2 separate regions of the Sus scrofa genome follow, and region 2 is linked to region 1. Evidence: chromatin contacts called from public HiChIP or PLAC-seq data. All regions are on one chromosome and are shown on one strand. The core of a region is the stretch at or near the end of the contact, and the rest is flanking DNA. Distances in the headings are between cores, read along the strand shown.

Region 1 (4,447 bases), core at 859-3,358:
ACACCTGAGGGATTAAGGGGAAAAAATAAGCAAATACTCTTTCCTCCCTTTAAAAAAAGAAAGCCTATGGAGCTGTGGACTCCGGAAAATAAGCTAAAAATTATTTAATTAATTAACAATAAATAACTAGCCCTGGAGCTACATTCTCGATTGCACAACAAGATCTCTGAGGTTAAACAACAGTTTTATAGGCAGTAAAAGCTAATAAAGCCATGGATACATTGCCCTATAGTTCACTAACTCAGTTTTACTTTCAACACTGCCTCAATTCCCAGGGCTGAATCTGAAACCAACATAAAAATGTAAAAGGAGAGCCTGAACATCACCATCTGGAAGAAAAACAGGATGGGAAGAAAGGTAACCGGTGAGATTCAGGTCTACAAGAGGTTCCATTTACAAAGGGAGGCAGTTTTGTCTGTCTTTAGAACGAGGTTAAGAATCCTTGGGAGCGAGGCCAACGTCTCCCTTTAACACTATTCCTGCTCTCCCACAGGTGTTAGGTTGCAGCTTCCAGGACACACTGGACTTTAGCAAGGGAAAAACGGGTGAAATCCAACCTTTCAAAAAAGAGGGTGCATTCTTACCTCCAGCTCTGGTGCAGTTCCCACGGAGCAAAGTTAATTTGCCTGAATCCCAGTGATTTGTATCTGCCAAAAAGGAGAGGACAGGAAAGCCGGTCACGTAGCCGCCTCACTGCTCACCCTGTTCCCACTTGTGTTTGGTCTGGAGCGTGCGTATAATCAGCCGAGATGGTCCCTCCGGCATCTTCAAGCGTGAGCACAGGTAGATTCCCGGGAATTATCATACAAGAGACAGAGGTCTTCCGATGCGGCTCAGACAAACCCCAGACAACACGGGCTACTCAGAAATCTAAATTTAGAAGCCCGTTTGCGAGACCCAGACGCGGGACAGATACCCCGATCTGCACTCCCACGCCCATCCTCCCCCTCCCCCAGAACAGCCTGTCAGACGCCGGGGCCGTCCCGGCGGTGCCGACTGAGCCCGACCTGGGCCCACGCGGGGAGGGCGGCGGCGCGGACGCCCCTCCCTCGCCCGAGACCGCCGGAGAGACGGAAAGAGGAACGGCCGCCGCGGGGAGGCAGCCAGGTCAGGCCTCGTCGCGGGAGCCCGGGGCAGGGGGAGGGTCAGAGCCTGGGCTGCCCCCGCCCCCCAAGCCGGAGCGAGCCCCTGGTCCCCTCCCCAGACACAGACAGACAAAAGGGCCGACAGCCGGCGACCGAGGGTGGGGGGTGAGGAGCCCTGCATCCTCTGTCTGGCCTGGGAGGGAAAGAGTCGAGGGTCTTTTTACCCGGCGCCTCCGCGCTCCGCGGCTCTCCGGGTCCCTGGGCCCCGCCTACGGACAGACGGACCGCCGGACAATGGGCCACGGGCCGCAGCTCAGGCCGGCCGAACCGGGGCTTTCCGGGACTGGGCCCCAGCGGGCAGAGGGCAGCTCCGGGCCGAGCCGGTGGCGGGGAGCCGAGGGGTGGCGCTGCAGACGGACAAAGCCCACGGCAGACAGACAGACGGAGGGGGAAAAGATGGCGACGCGGGCGGCGGGAGCGCGCAGCTCGCGCACCCGCAGCGAGTGGGGCGCGTGCACGAGCCTCTCCTCTCCCTCCCCCTCCCCCCTACTCCAGTTCGGTCCCCCTCCCCGCTCCCAGGCGCGCGCCCGATGGCGTGGGCGGGGCTTGAAAGGCAAGGGGTCCCGGGAGGTGGGCCTTAAGGGAGCATCCAATCACAGACATTGGAGAGGGGCCTCGCCTCCATCCTCGCGCCGGAGAGACCCCCCCAGCCTCGTACACTCCCACGTCGCGCTATGGCCCTGTCGGCCCCTCAGCTCCCCTATCCTCTCCTGAACCTGAAACCTCCACCGGGACTGTCAGCTCTGAACCTGGTTTCTTACCCCACCTTCGAGTTCAGCCACAAAACCCACATCCCCCAACCACAGCTCCACCGCAGCCACCCCTTCTCCTTCGTTCAACCTTAGTACCCAACTCCTTTCCCCAACCCAAACCCTCTTCCCTTCATTTCCCTCACCTCACGGTTTCTTCGGCCCCCAAGGAGTTTAATGTGACGGAGACCTAGGGTCCACGGGCCTTTGTGGGAGGGGCTAAGTTCAGCTGTCAGAACCTAAGAGAAAAAGCTTTAGATTTTTTTGACGTTTGTGTCTCCTACATAATTTTTTTTTTTTTTTTCTTTTTAGGGCCGCACCTGTGGCATATGGAGGTTCTCAGGCTAGGGATGGAATCAGAGCTGCAGCTACTGGCCTACGCCACAGCCACAGCAACGCCAGATGCGAGCTGCATCTGCGACCTGCACCACAGCTCATGGCAACGCAGGATCCTTATTAACCCACTGAGCCAGACCAGGGATCGAACCCGCGTCCTCGTGGATACTGGTCTCTCCTACATGATTCTTAACTAATAAAATAACAGTAGCTGTAGACCTAGGGGCGTAGGATTAATTTAGAAGGGTAGCTTGTGCCTCTTTTGCCACTAAAGAGGCATTTTGGGATAATTGAGAGTGGTTAAGCTCACCTCCTAATAAAACACTTCCCCTCTCATCATCCCCTTCTATTTCCTCACCACCTTCCTTCCTTTCCTCCCATTCTGTCGTCCTGTAGAGTGCCTAAGCCTGCCTTTGATATAGCGCACTTGGAGAAGGAGGGCATGCAATGGAAAGAAGATTGGGTCTGACTTTAGAATATCCAGCTTTGAGTCTCAGCTCTCTGCTACTGACCAGCCTGATTACTTTGGGCAAGCCACTTCCCTATTCTGAACTCCTTGGTAAAATATAAAATGGATAACGATGTAATAATTCCTGGCCTCTATTCTCTTATAGTTGTTGTGCTAATTAAGTAAAATGAATATATGAAAGTATTATGCAAATATTCCTTGTGGTCACTGGCCCCACAAAGACAGAGCTAATGAGGATACCGAGCCTTGCTTATAAAGCAACAAGTCCTTGTATTTGCATAAAGCGTTCTTGCAAAATGTTTTTTTCAGAAATCTCTAAGGAGATGATACCATTGTCTTCATCCTGTGTTTAATGTGAAAGGATCTTGGTCCTTCAAATTCTGTAGTGAATGTCTTATTTACTCTTTCATTCCTTTGGCTGGGATGAGCTGGGAGTTATTCTTAATTTCAGTTAAGAAAACTTGTAAATTTCATTGAAAATTTTAATTCCTGGGTAGCCAGAAAATGGATTATTCTCATCCCCCCAGAAGGTTTTCAGACAGTGTAAGAATGCAAGCTGGAATAAATATTGGCTTTTATACTTAACAGTAATTCCTGATGAGTTTAGACTGAGGAATACAGATATAGCTTTATTATGTCACTTTAAATTTGATGTAGTTGATATTTTCAACATGAAAATAGCTATCAGGTAAAGCATTAGGAGAGAGCCTCCAGTGAAATTTCTTGGCTTCTTCAAATAATAATGTGTAACACTGGGCTGCTTGTTTCATCTCCTTGAGCTGAAAAAAAAAAAAAAAAAAGGAATCGTAATAAATGTTCATGTGTTCTAGAAACACCTCTGAAGTGTTGTGATTCAGGATTATAGTCAAATGAGGGGAAAATTGTTGAATAAAGAATTAGTTTATTTTTCCTCTGTTCTCACCTAAACTTGTTCTGAATCTAGAAGACTTTTTCATGAGTCATGGATTTTTTTTCAGCTTCATTTTTAATTTCTACTTTCCCAGTCTACTCATGGAATTATGCTATTCTGACACTTTAAGTATATAAACTTTCCCTTGAAATATCTTCTGGTTTATGTTTATTGGCTCCTAGGAAGAACTTGTTAGGACTTTACAACAGTATTGGTAGGACAATTTAAACTTCATTTAAAAATTTATTAGGATATAATTCGCATACAATGAAATTCACCCTTTTAGAGTGTAAAAATGAATTTTTTTTTTTTTTTAGTATCTTCACAGGTTGTGTAACATCACCGGTATCTAATTCCAAAACATTTTCATCACTATAAAGAGAAACCCCATACTAATCACTTCCCATTTTTCTTCCAGCCCCTGACAATCACTAATCTTAGTGTTTCTATGAATTTGCATATTCTGAGCATTTCACATAAATGGAATCATACAATATGGGGCCTCTGTGTCTGGCTCCTTTAACTTAGCATGACGTTTTCAAGGTTCATGCATGTTGTAGTATGTGGGTCAGTTCTTTGTTCATTTTTATGGCCAAATAATATTCCGTTGTATAGATATAATACCACATTGTCCTTTGATTAGTCAGTTGATAGATATTTGTGTTTCCACTTTTTGGCTGTTTTAAATAATGTTGCTGTGAACATTTGTGTACATTTTTGTGTGAATATGTGTTTTCACTTCTCTCCAGTATAATATAGCTAGGAGTGGAATTGCTGGTACATATGGTAACTGTGTTTTACACCTTGAGTAATTGTCAAAGAGCCTGCATCATTTTGT
Region 2 (4,447 bases), core at 710-3,209, 73 kb after region 1:
TCAGTGGGTTAACGATCCGGCGTTGCCGTGAGCTGTGGTGTAGGTTGCAGACGCGGCTCGGATCCCGCGTTGCTGTGGCTCTGGCGTAGGCCGGTGGCTACAGCTCCGATTCAACCCCTAGCCTGGGAACCTCCATATGCCGCGGGAGCAGCCCAAGAAACAACAACAACAACAACAAAAAGACAAAAAGACCAAAAAAAAAAAAAAAAAAAACTTAAGCAGAGATGGAAAATACAATAACTGAAATGAAAAATTCACTAGAAGCAGCTAACAGCAGAATATAGGAGGCAGAAGAACGAATAAACGAGGTGGAGGACAGATTAGGGGAAATACAGTTGGATGTGGAACAGAAAAGAGAAAAAACATTGGAAACAAATGAAGAGAGTCTCAGAGAACTCTGGGACAATGTTAAACGCACCAACATCTGTACTATAGGGGTGACAGAAGAAGGAGAGAGAAGGGGACAGAAAAAATATTTGAAGAGATAATAGCCAAAAACTTCCCTAACGTGGGAAAGGAACCACTCACTCAAATCTAGGGAGCACAACGAGTTACCATATAAAATAAACTCAAAGAGGAATGCCCCAAGACACGTATTAATCAAACTGACCAAAATTAAAGACAAACAGAAAATATTGAAAGCAGCTAGGGAAAAGAAACAAATAACATACAAGGGAACCCCAATAAGGTTATGGCAGATTTTTCAGCAGAAACTCTGCAGACCAGAAGGGAGTGGCATGATATGCTTAACGTGATGAAAAAACCTCCAACCAAGATGACTACCCAGCAGCTACAGCTCAGATTTCACACCTAGCATAGGAACCTCCATAGGCCACTGATGCAGCCCTAAAAAGATTAAATAAGTAATTTTAAAAAAAGGATACAATATGCTATTTGCCCAAGACAAACTGACTCACAGACATTTAAAAACCTTAAAAAGGGGCAGGTTGGGGCCAGGAGAGATGGGCTGTGGATTTGGGACAGAAACATAAAGTTAGGTTGTGATGATGGTTGTACAATTCAATTTAATATTCCCCGAGTTAAAAAAAAACAAATATTAAAAAAAAAGATGAAAATAGGCACCTTGGCAGATGAATCCATCAGAATAAACACATAGAAGTGAGACAGCAGCTTTATAAAGAAATAATGCTCTCTGTGGGGGGGGGGGATGGGGAGGGTCAGTAGTGGGAACTAAAACGTTTCAAATACCAAGAAAATAAGAGTTTGCTATTTAGGTACAAGCTTTCTGAGCAGAGGACTCAGTCGGGGCTACAATGAGATTGGTGCCAGGACATTTTCAGTTTTCAAAGTTCAGTAAGTCTTCATTTCCTGACACCCTTATAAACATACATACGTTTTAGGCTTTTTTTTGGGGGGGGTGTCTTTCGTTCTTTTTAGGGAGGCTAGGGGTCTAATCGGAGCTGTAGCCACTGGCCTAGCCCAGAGCCACAACAACGCCAGATCCGAGCTGTGTCTGCGACCTACACCACAGCTCAGTTGCCGGATTCTTAAGCCACTGAGTGAGGCCAGAGATCGAACCCGCAACTTCATGGTTCCTAGTCAGATTCATTAACCACTGAGCCATGATGGGAACTCCCAGATATACTCTCAATCCATTCTTTACCTAAAGCACAAGCACTCCACCAAAATGTTTAACTTAAATGATCCAAAAAAAACTGGTTAGAGTGTTGTTCAGACTCAAAGAACCAACCAGTAAGCAGTCAGAACGTCCAGATTACAAACCACAGAAGAGTTCGCACGCGCCCTAGCTGAGCGCTCTGCCCCTGGGCGACTCTCCGCCCAGACGCCGGGAGGTCGAATTTGCTGGCGGAAGAGGCGTGATCATCGCGCAAAGCGTCCAACCAGCTCCTAAGGGCAGAGCAGGGCCTTTTCCCGCCTCGGAGGAAGCCAGCCCCACCCTCCTGCCCGGCGATTGGTGAGTCGGAAAAGGGGCGGGGATTAGAGGACTCACCACCATCCTCTCCAATGGAAACGAGACAGAGGCGGGCCCAGTGGAGGAAGAAGCATGGCGTGGCGACAGCTCAAAGTGAGTCCAGCTGGTGCTGATGTACAGCTGAGAGGGAGGACTACTGGGATGCGGACCGAGGGGAGGATGGAGGGCTAGCCTGGGCCAGGTGTGGACCAGAGGCGCTCCAAGAGCATAGACCTCTTTGGCACATTGTCTGACTGTGAGGGCAGCTGCAAATGATCGTGCGTGTGCATTTACACGTGTGCTTGGTCACTGTGTGTAAATGGCAAATGTAAGCCGATCTGTGTCAGCGCACTCGGGCCTTTGTTAAGCCTGGCATAGGGACGCTAGTGAATACAGGACCGCCTAGCCCCCTGTGTTGGATCCAACCTGGAACTAACTTTAGTAAGACACGGCCCCAACCCCTTTAGATAAAATTTTAGGGCAGGGTCTGTGTAACGGCGCTCAGCTATTTGTTGATCGACCTGAGGGGCGTTCCTACAATCTGGAGTCTAGAAGCAAGAAAGTAACTGCTGCAGCTATGTTGATGGCTAGGAATGATCCTTAAAGGCACATCGGATTAGGTCTTTATTACTCCCTTGTTTAGGGAACAAAACACATCTTTATGCTGGCCAAAAATCCCTGCCTGTCTCCCCAGCTTTTTAAGCCATACTTTTCCTCACTCCTTGGTTCCAGATAAACCTTTCCCCATCCCTCATTACTTGGATGCAGCTCATTTTCCTGTGCAGCCAGAGAGAAAACCTGTACACACAGCCATCCCCATCCCCTGTACACACAGCCATCCCAAAGTAACTTCTATTTATCCTATGAACATCGGCTTTAAGGCACTTCCTCAAGGAAGCCTTTCTCTTACCTCTCAGATTGGGTAGGTTCTGCCATCACCCTTTGCTCTTTTTCATAGCACTGTCACAGTTACGTCTGCATGATCATCGATTTGTCTCCTCCTGAGGTTGTACTTTCTCATTAAGACAGGGACTGATAGGAGTTCCCGTCGTGGCTCAGTGATTAGTGAATCCGACTAGGAACCCTGAGGTTTCGGGTTCGATCCCTGTCCTTGCTCAGCGGGTTAACGATCCCGTGTTGCTGTGAGCTGTTGTGTAAGTTGCAGACATGGCTCGGATCCAGCATTGCTGTGGCTCTGGCGTAGGCTGGCAGCTACAGCTCTGATTCGACCCCTAGCCTAGGAAACTCCATATGCCGAGGGAGCGGCCCAAGAAATGGCAAAAAAGACAAAAAAAAAAAAAAAAAAAAAAAAAAAAAAAAAAAAAGACAGGGCCTGGTAGGTTTAGGCCATCTTTGTTCAGTCACTATGCACTGAATGATCGCATTAATGGATTAGTAATTCAGCATCTGGCAGTGATAGAGAAAAGCATTATGAGCAACATCTGAGCTTGATCCTAGAAGACCCGACAGTCCTTTAAAAATTTTTTTTTTTGCAACTTTGTTATCTTGAAATGTAATGTCCTAACTTGGATGTAAAACAGAAATGAATTTATAATAAAATATGTATTTTGACCCATAAATGGTAGGGCATGAGTCACCTAGGTAATGAGTCTGGTGTTTAAACCTCTACTTAGAAATTCTAGTGTGACAGGTACATTTTATTGTCAAACTCAAGCAAAGCACTGAACCATTCTAGATGGGATTTTCTGAAATGGTGAGTGATTCTTGGTAACATTCTGTGCAAAACAGTACAGTCATTCATTAATCTACAAGGTAACTGCATTCCTAGAAAGTCAATGCAGATGAAAACCAGACAGGAGTAGGCATTCCCATTGTGGCTCAGCAGTAACAAACCTGACTAGTAACCATGAGAATGCGGGTTTGATCCCCGGCCTCCATTAGTGGGTTAAATATCTGGCGTTGCTGTGCACTGTGGTATAGGTTGTAGACACAGCTTGGATCCTGCATGGCTGTGGCTGTGGTGAAGGCCAGCAGCTGCAGCTCTTATTCAGCCCCTAGCCTGGAAACTTCCATATGCCATATGTGTGGCCCTAAAACTCAACAACAGCACAACAAAACAAACAACAAAACCACACACAGGAGATTGTGTTGATAAATACAATAAATAGAGTTGGTGGCTCTAGGCTCAGCTATTTTTACCTAGTGAATGTCAGTAGGATGTTCAAATGTCATACGGGTTGGAGACAATTCTGACTTTGCTGGTTGCTGCTCACTAAAAGGATTAGCATTCTCCTCCAGATGCCTACCGCATGTCCCTAGAGGGCAGTACTGCCCCTCTTGAAACCTCTAGCCTGCAGGCCCTCGGCCAGAGGAATGTGTGTCAGCACAAGTGGAGATACAGCCTCCGACCGTGAGGCAGAAACGGAGGAGACCAGGGTTATCCCAAGGCAAGGGACACGGCTTCCCACGAAAGGCGGTCATGTCCTCTCTGTGCAAAGGGCTCCGAGAGGGTGCTGCAGCCTCACCCTGAGGGGGACCCACTGGCTCTCTTTT

The links. HiChIP or PLAC-seq counts read pairs in DNA pulled down with a chosen protein or histone mark.
Region 2: an H3K27ac HiChIP or PLAC-seq map of alveolar macrophages shows a contact between it and region 1. The contact joins the promoter of DHODH here to the promoter of ZNF821 in region 1. A contact is called at or near these places in 16 of 47 Hi-C or Micro-C datasets (alveolar macrophages, blood, embryonic fibroblasts and 9 more) and 2 of 2 datasets of contacts at active chromatin or transcription factors (alveolar macrophages and skeletal muscle).

The regions. Positions count from the first base shown.
Region 1 is chr6:14,868,211-14,872,657 of Sscrofa11.1, forward strand. ZNF821 (zinc finger protein 821) reads right to left here and starts at 2,109. Exons shown (of 8, transcript XM_021093841.1): 1 at 2,041-2,109; 2 at 585-647. IST1 (IST1 homolog) reads left to right here and starts at 649. Exons shown (of 10, transcript XM_021093850.1): 1 at 649-783.
Region 2 is chr6:14,940,939-14,945,385 of Sscrofa11.1, forward strand. It overlaps DHODH (dihydroorotate dehydrogenase (quinone), mitochondrial), which reads left to right and starts at 1,960. Exons shown (of 9, transcript XM_021093829.1): 1 at 1,960-2,047. The coding sequence starts at 2,027. The region is part of intron 3 of LOC102158108 (a long non-coding RNA gene); the gene reads right to left.